Regions from separate parts of the Anas platyrhynchos genome. Here region 1 is linked to region 2. Evidence: chromatin contacts called from public Hi-C data. All regions are on one chromosome and are shown on one strand. The core of a region is the stretch at or near the end of the contact, and the rest is flanking DNA. Distances in the headings are between cores, read along the strand shown.

Evidence for each region. Hi-C and Micro-C count contacts between places; a contact is called where the count stands out from the background.
Region 1: a contact with region 2 is called in a Hi-C map of skeletal muscle, with 5 times the contacts expected there. The contact joins the enhancer-like site here to the promoter of ARHGAP24 in region 2. A contact is called at or near these places in 4 of 8 Hi-C or Micro-C datasets (liver, skeletal muscle and subcutaneous adipose tissue).

Annotation. Positions count from the first base shown.
Region 1 is chr4:48,157,545-48,160,960 of IASCAAS_PekinDuck_T2T, reverse strand. All of the region lies in intron 4 of ARHGAP24 (Rho GTPase activating protein 24), which reads right to left. Among named protein-coding and RNA genes, the nearest start is that of MAPK10, 32 kb to the left of the region's middle. Within about 2 kb of position 1,365, at least 4 of the 8 cell types and tissues checked have an H3K27ac peak or open chromatin away from gene starts, as enhancers often do.
Region 2 is chr4:47,956,306-47,959,757 of IASCAAS_PekinDuck_T2T, reverse strand. It overlaps ARHGAP24 (Rho GTPase activating protein 24), which reads right to left and starts at 1,637. Exons shown (of 9, transcript XM_072037524.1): 1 at 1,595-1,637. The coding sequence starts at 1,622.

The DNA.
Region 1 (3,416 bases), core at 116-2,615, 200 kb before region 2:
TTAAAAGAGCTCGGTTTTTTAATTATATTAAAGTGGTAGTTAGAAGCAAGCAACTTTCTTCTTTCTTTGCAAGCAACTTTCTTCTTTCATTGTTACATATTGATATAAAAATGCCAAATAATGCAAGTAGAAGAGCACTTCATATAGTCTCAGTATGTTTAGACCTTGCAATCCAGTATTAGTTTTCCACCCCCTGTTTTAAAATGCAGAGGTAAACTTAAAAACATCAGGCTACAGCATGAATCCGTCTGGCTTTTAGGTGTTTCAACCCACAAATACCCTCAAGCCAACTTCAGCCACAGAGGCCAGCTGTGAGTTTCAAAGGAGTTTTCCACTCCAAGCTCTCTTGAGGATCAGGAGCACTTATTTCCATTTCCTGTTTGCAGCACTGTATGTTGTATCTATCCACAGGCTAAGTCAGCCATCAGTAATTACATGCCTACCTTGAGGACATTTGTGTAATCGGTAGTCCATGGATCTTTTCAGGGCCTGTGCAGGGCCTTTTCCTCAGGGACTTTTTCCAGCTACAACTGATCAGTGTAAGAAAAGACAGCATTGCTCTCTTTAGTCTTGGCCTTGCTTACATCCTAGATCCATTACAGCTCCAGACACTTAATAATTATACCTATCTTGACACTTCTTTTGCAGTGTGACATCGTAATATCAAAATGTTTAACGATTACACATTCATAATTAAGAGTATTTATTAACAAGTTTTGAAGTACAGAATGTCAGTTCCAGCAGAAAATCCTCCTTATTCTAAATTGCAACAATCCTCATTAATTGAGGCAAACTTTTCCAAGTGCAGAACGAATGATTACAACCTTGAAATGGGAATGACAAAGCACAAAGTTGGAATGCAACACAAAAAGTAGCAGCAAGCTGAGAAACAGTCTATTTCAGTATCTTGTGCTAGGCTGAGGAAGATTACTTAACCACTAAAATGTTCAAACTGCTTTACTGTTGATGCTTTTGGAGGAGCATCCCCCACTTCAGCACTGTCTACTCAAAGGCATTACAAACACACACACACACCACAGCCTCCCTGCAGCCATCAGAACACACATCGAAGCACCCTTCATCCAGACTTTGTCATTGGTACCCCTCATGGCACTGCTGTTTTGACAGCGTTTGCCTTTGTGATACCACAGGCGCTGTGGAAGTGGTTGTCAGATGGATTACACTGCCTGGGGATCTTCACCCTCTCCACCATAAATAAAAATTGCTGAAGCCCAGCAGGTCACCAGAAATCCCCACATAACCCTCACCCTCGGATAAGTGCACAGCGTGTTCAGAGAGCTGGAGTCAGCGCTTCAGAGCACACAGCCAACAGGCTCCTCGTAACTTTCAGAGAGGAAATAGGGCAGGGTCACATTACAGAAAGATAAATGCTACACCAAAAATAGCTCATGGCCCATGATAACACGTATACAGTTTGCATACAGAACAAACAGTAGGAAACAACAAGCTGTGAGGCTCTAATTAAATTCAGGAGTTCTGGTAATAAAACAAAGGAGAACAGTACGAACAGTTTGTGTATCCGTACATCCCTGAATTACTGGAATTGCATCTCTGTCCTTTAAAATATGTCACAGGTCTTAGCCCTGCAAACAGAGACTCTGTCACCAACATATCCTGAACCCATCCCAACACCTGGTGACTGTGTCACTGCTTAGCTGCATTCGGGCCTTGTAGAGAAGCTCTCCTGGACCTGACACGGGAGGATGAGTTTGCAACTGGCTGCCAGTCTGCAGACAGCACATGATGCTAGAGTCCGTGATAAACCAGTGCTGAAATACTGCAAGTGAGCAGCATCGAGGAGTATTACAAACATGAATAACTCTTTATTGAGAGAATGAGGGCACTGCTTCTGCTGAGGAACCAGCACTCACAGGATGGTCAGACAAAGCCAGTGTTCAGTAATGTTAAGGCGACTCAGGAGTGATGCAACTGGTATTGGAGTCAGGCTTTGGGCCAGAAATGCAAAGGTCAGGTCAATGCATAACATAATTACTGAACACTCTGTGCCATTTTTGTCCCCTTGTGTAGATACCTTCACTTTCCTCTATAATGTACATACAGTACAAGCAGTACAGTGCATAATCTAAGTGCCAGCTGAAATTTTGCCTACAACTTATGAAACATGCATTAAAGCCTTTACCATCTTAGGCCCTGAGCTCTGTTCTCCTCTCTTTGCTGCCACAAGAGCCTGGCTCTACTGTAAGTACACTTCATAGAATCACCCAAATTATTTAGGTTGGAAGGGACATCCAGAGGTCATCTAGTCCAACCCCTGCTCAAAACAAGACCAGTTATGGCAGGTTGCTTAGTGCCTCATCTACTTGACTTCTGAGTATCTCCAAGGGTGGGGACTGTAAAAACTTTCTGAGTGCCTCCTCCACTATCTGGTCACACTCTTGCTGAAAAAAAATAATTAAAAAATCCCAATATATAATCAGAATTTCTCATGTTTCAGCAAGCACTGCAAGGAATACTAAAGATTGACAGATTATTTGCAAGTTAGACATCCACTGCAGAAGTTATAACAGGAGCCAATTCATTCTAGAGCCTGATGCTTCAAGAAGAGCAACGAAGACAGCAGTTTAGGACAGAAAGAGACAGACTTTGTGGAAGGACATGAAAGATTACTTACGAAATATAGATCATTAAAAAGAGGTGGTGGATGCTTTCTGAGGCCTAAAAAACAGATGGGTTCCTATCAGGAAACAATTAGCTGCCTCCAGCCAACATGCTGCCAAAATATCTAATCATTGCTAGGTTGTTCAAAGAGGCTGGTACGTTTCTGCAGAGATTTTGCAGGCATTCTACAAATATATAAAACTGGGTAAGCCCCACAAGTAAACTACCTCTTCTTGCTTATTGGAAGAGAAAGCCACAAATCTGGCAAGCCTTATTGTATAAGGATGTGCTAAAACACTCCACATGCTTACAAAATGTCATCCTTTCTTAAAAACTTGCCATTGGTAGTGGAAAATGCCCTTTCTTGCCTTCTTAAATTACAGCCCCACACCAACAAGTGAAAAGCAGGTGTCTTCACAAAGGTTAAGGAGCAACTCTGTTTCTGAAACTGAAATTCATGCAAAGCAACTACAAATTCTTGTTCGCTGCCAATAACCAAAACCACACACTCCTACAGCAGGACACCAATTAAACTGATTTAATGACCCTTGCATCACACTAGAATATCTTTGTTAACGTGTATTTAATTGCTAGATTAGGTCTCTTAACTCATGCCATATGCAGAGGTAATTTCTGCTAGCTGGGTAGGAATAGGGCCGGGGTTAGAGCAGACTTGGAAGTGGCTCCAGATGCACAAGTGATGAGCAGGGTGTCATTTGTGAGGATCAGGGAAGGAAGCCTGGAACACCACAGGCACAAACGGATGGGAATTTACA
Region 2 (3,452 bases), core at 388-2,887:
TTGCCCACCAGCACATCCTCACTGTAGTGCAGCATCCCCCTATTTATTCTGTTTACTTGCAGGCTGCGAGCACGGATGCTGAGCTGTGGCTGTTTCTGACAAAAGCCTGCAGCAGGTAACGATTCCTTAATCACCAGCCAGAATGAGATCAGTTCTCTCTTGGCCCACCGGCTGGGAACAGCTAACACTTGCAAATCACCAACTCCTGCGATGCTGAGTACCTCTTTTTTTTCCCAAACCTATTACACCTGCACAATTATTTTTTTCCTGAGCTGAATGCTTCTACTGAAGAGACACAGTGTGGCTTCTTTGCCAGCAACTGCTTTCCTTTAAGCCAGGCTGAATTACACTACCATATTCCCAGCCTAATTCTTTATTGAGTGAATCTTGTTTGTCTTCTCATCTCTCTTCCCTGGCATTATGGACAGGCTGGCAAGCCTACCGATGAGCTCGTGGTGCACTGAACAATGCTCCTCTCTCTTCTGGCTCACTGCACATCCCACTAGGCAGAGAAACACCACTTACCCCCCAAAGGTGCGTTTCAGCTAAAATTAGCACCTACAGAAATCACATCAAACGTGGAGCAGGTAACTGGGGATTCTCGTGGCAGAAGCTGCAGCACCCGTTGCACAGATCAGCACGAGGGCTTCTGGTCCCGTTGTGGGCATCCAGCTGCCCCTGCAGTACAAACCTACTTTTCAGGCCACCTGCATGGCCATACCAGCCCTACAGGCTGCAAATGCATCCTCAGTTCCCAGCCAGGGCCTCCAGGGACCTTCACACTCATCTTCCCTTCTGTGAATCTCTATTCTGCGTGACAGCAAAAAGGCCCTCCGATCAGAGAAGCTGCCCTGAGGCAAGGGCAGCAGTTACTGAGCTCCTTCAGCAAAACCCAATAGGTCAAAACCATTAGTCAGCAGCTCATAAAGGAGACTTACAAAGGTAGCTCTAGCTTTCCATCCCCATCTCTCAGTTGCTTCTGCTTGAAGCAGAAGGACAGGTGTGATGTCCAACTACGACTTCAGTGTTACATGCAACTTCTATTCTTAGTAACTTCATAAAAAAGCCTTCAGCAAATAATTAGGCTTTGCAGTTGTTTAATCTATATCCACAACCTTTTACCTTCATTCATTTTTTGTACCAAACTGAACTTACAAACTATGATCAAGCCTGCCTACAGGTGTTTTTAGAGAATTTTAAACATTCTAGCACAGAAATAACCTGAAATTGAGCTCTCAATAACAGCTCAGTAAGCTTCTTTATAGAGAAGATTTTGAATTGTTCCAGCACCTGGCCTCCCACTATAATACAGTCTTGAATGTTGTTCCCTCCTCTTTTTCCTGTACTTGTATTCATTTACAGATTAAAATCCTATCACACCATATCCATGTTTCAAGCCCCTGTAGCGCTGTAACACAGCTGAAAGCAGCAACACATCACACCTGGGAACAGACAACCACCAACTTGTTCCATTTTTATTCTACAATATTTCTAAATCTTAAGTCTCTGTGATTATTAAATGTACACATGTAGTTTGCAAGAGGCCTGGCTACTCAGCTGGGGAGTGACAGGTGTATCTTAGGGTGTCACTTACCTTCATAAAGCAGATCACAAGAAAACATGTACAACAGGCTTAAAGGAAGTTCAGGCGTTAACATTATTTTACAAAGACTGTAGTTCTTCAAAACCAAAACATCTTCAGGAGCTCTTCTCTTTTTTGCCACTTTTCCAATCATCTCTCTCCAAATTATGCATATGCTAATTCAAAGAACAAAAAGCAGTCATGCTGCTGCCCGTGCCACTGAAGGCTAGAAGGAAGCACAACAGAATGCCATGCCCAGGAGTGACAAGATCAAGAGCAGGAACTGTAAGGAGTGATGATTTCCTGTGCTTCTGAGCAGAGGATTACAGCTGACACTGAGTTATGAACCCATGAAATCCTTACAGAACAGTAACTGCAGAGTACCACACCTTACCATTTCACTCAGATTTTATACCTGGGGCGAGAGCTTAGACTGTCTCTACAGAGCAGAGTCAAGCTACACCAAGTACGCAGGGTAATGTGGTCTTCTTGCTTACTGGCTTTTTAAGAGACTCGGTGGCAGTTTAATGGAGCTCAGGTATGTAACTGCATGGCTTACAAGCAAAGTCTCTGCAGCACTGCAGTGCTTGGCATCCAGAACTGATCGTATACTCAGGTATCACTCTCTGAAGTCTCCTACAAACAAAAATGGAAGTGTGTATGTGCCCTCAAGCGTGTAGAAGTTGAAATGATTGCAGCACCCAAGAGCCAGCTAAAAGATAACCATGCCAAACCTCTCCTTGAGCTGGGTAGTTTCTGTAACATGCAATTTCTTCAATCATTCCCCCAAAACCTTCCACTCACACCATGCTGTAAAATACTTTGTCAATTACTTCTTCTGAGGTATGGCAGCACACAAAAAGAAAATCAGGAAGCACTTCTTGTTTAACCATAATGAAAAAACGCTGGCAACTTGTTTCTGCCTGGACAGTGGGGGAATAGGAATTATCATGATGGTAACCTTTACTTTGCAATGAAAGCAGAGTTTGTCTTTCCTGTTAGAAAGCAGATGAGACTGTACACAGGTTTTAATGAAACCAAAAAGCAGCAAATGCTAAAAACTTGAAAGGAGACAGCTTTCTCTACTACACACACTGCATTAAGATTTTTTAACAGTGGAGTTTAGCAAAAACCACTAGGCTTGTAAGGCACATGGTGAGCTAGCTTGCTGCACAGCCAAATAATCTCATTAACAAAAACGCACTTGAACCAACTCAGTATAGTCAATAAAATAAACTACTACTTTAATTAAAAGTAACTATAGCAGAACATGCTGAAGACCTTCTCTTATTATGGACAAACACATCCTCCAAATCAATGCTTACGAGTGACATAGTGTCAGTTCTCCCACAGATATATTGAGCACAGCAATAAGGATCAAAATACCTACTAGTAAACCTAAAGCTGTTCAGCAACTGACAAGTTAATGCTACCCACACAGTAAAATACTCTAGATTATGAAATTGCCTTTTATTTTTATAAAAAACAAAGCACACAAAAAAAGCCAAGGGCATAATAAACATCTGTATATAATACCTGTGAAAAGTATTTGTTCCTAGAACTTTAGAAAAAATGACTAAATATCTATTGCATCAAAAAAGCTTAAAACAATAATGAAAGTAATAACAATTAAAAAAAAAATCTTAATTTCTAAGGCAGAACAAAGAACAATATACTAACACAACCTAAGGAAAGTCTACCTACCATACAAGCTTATATAAACTTCAACTAATCTGGCTCAATCAAAACACTGATTAGCAGTGAGTTAGCAGGGGAGAAAAAAATCACTAAAAGCAGATGGAGAAAAATGCAAATAACTTGTCTGAAATATGATTCTTTAGACTATGATTCAGTTTCTTGGGATTGAAAG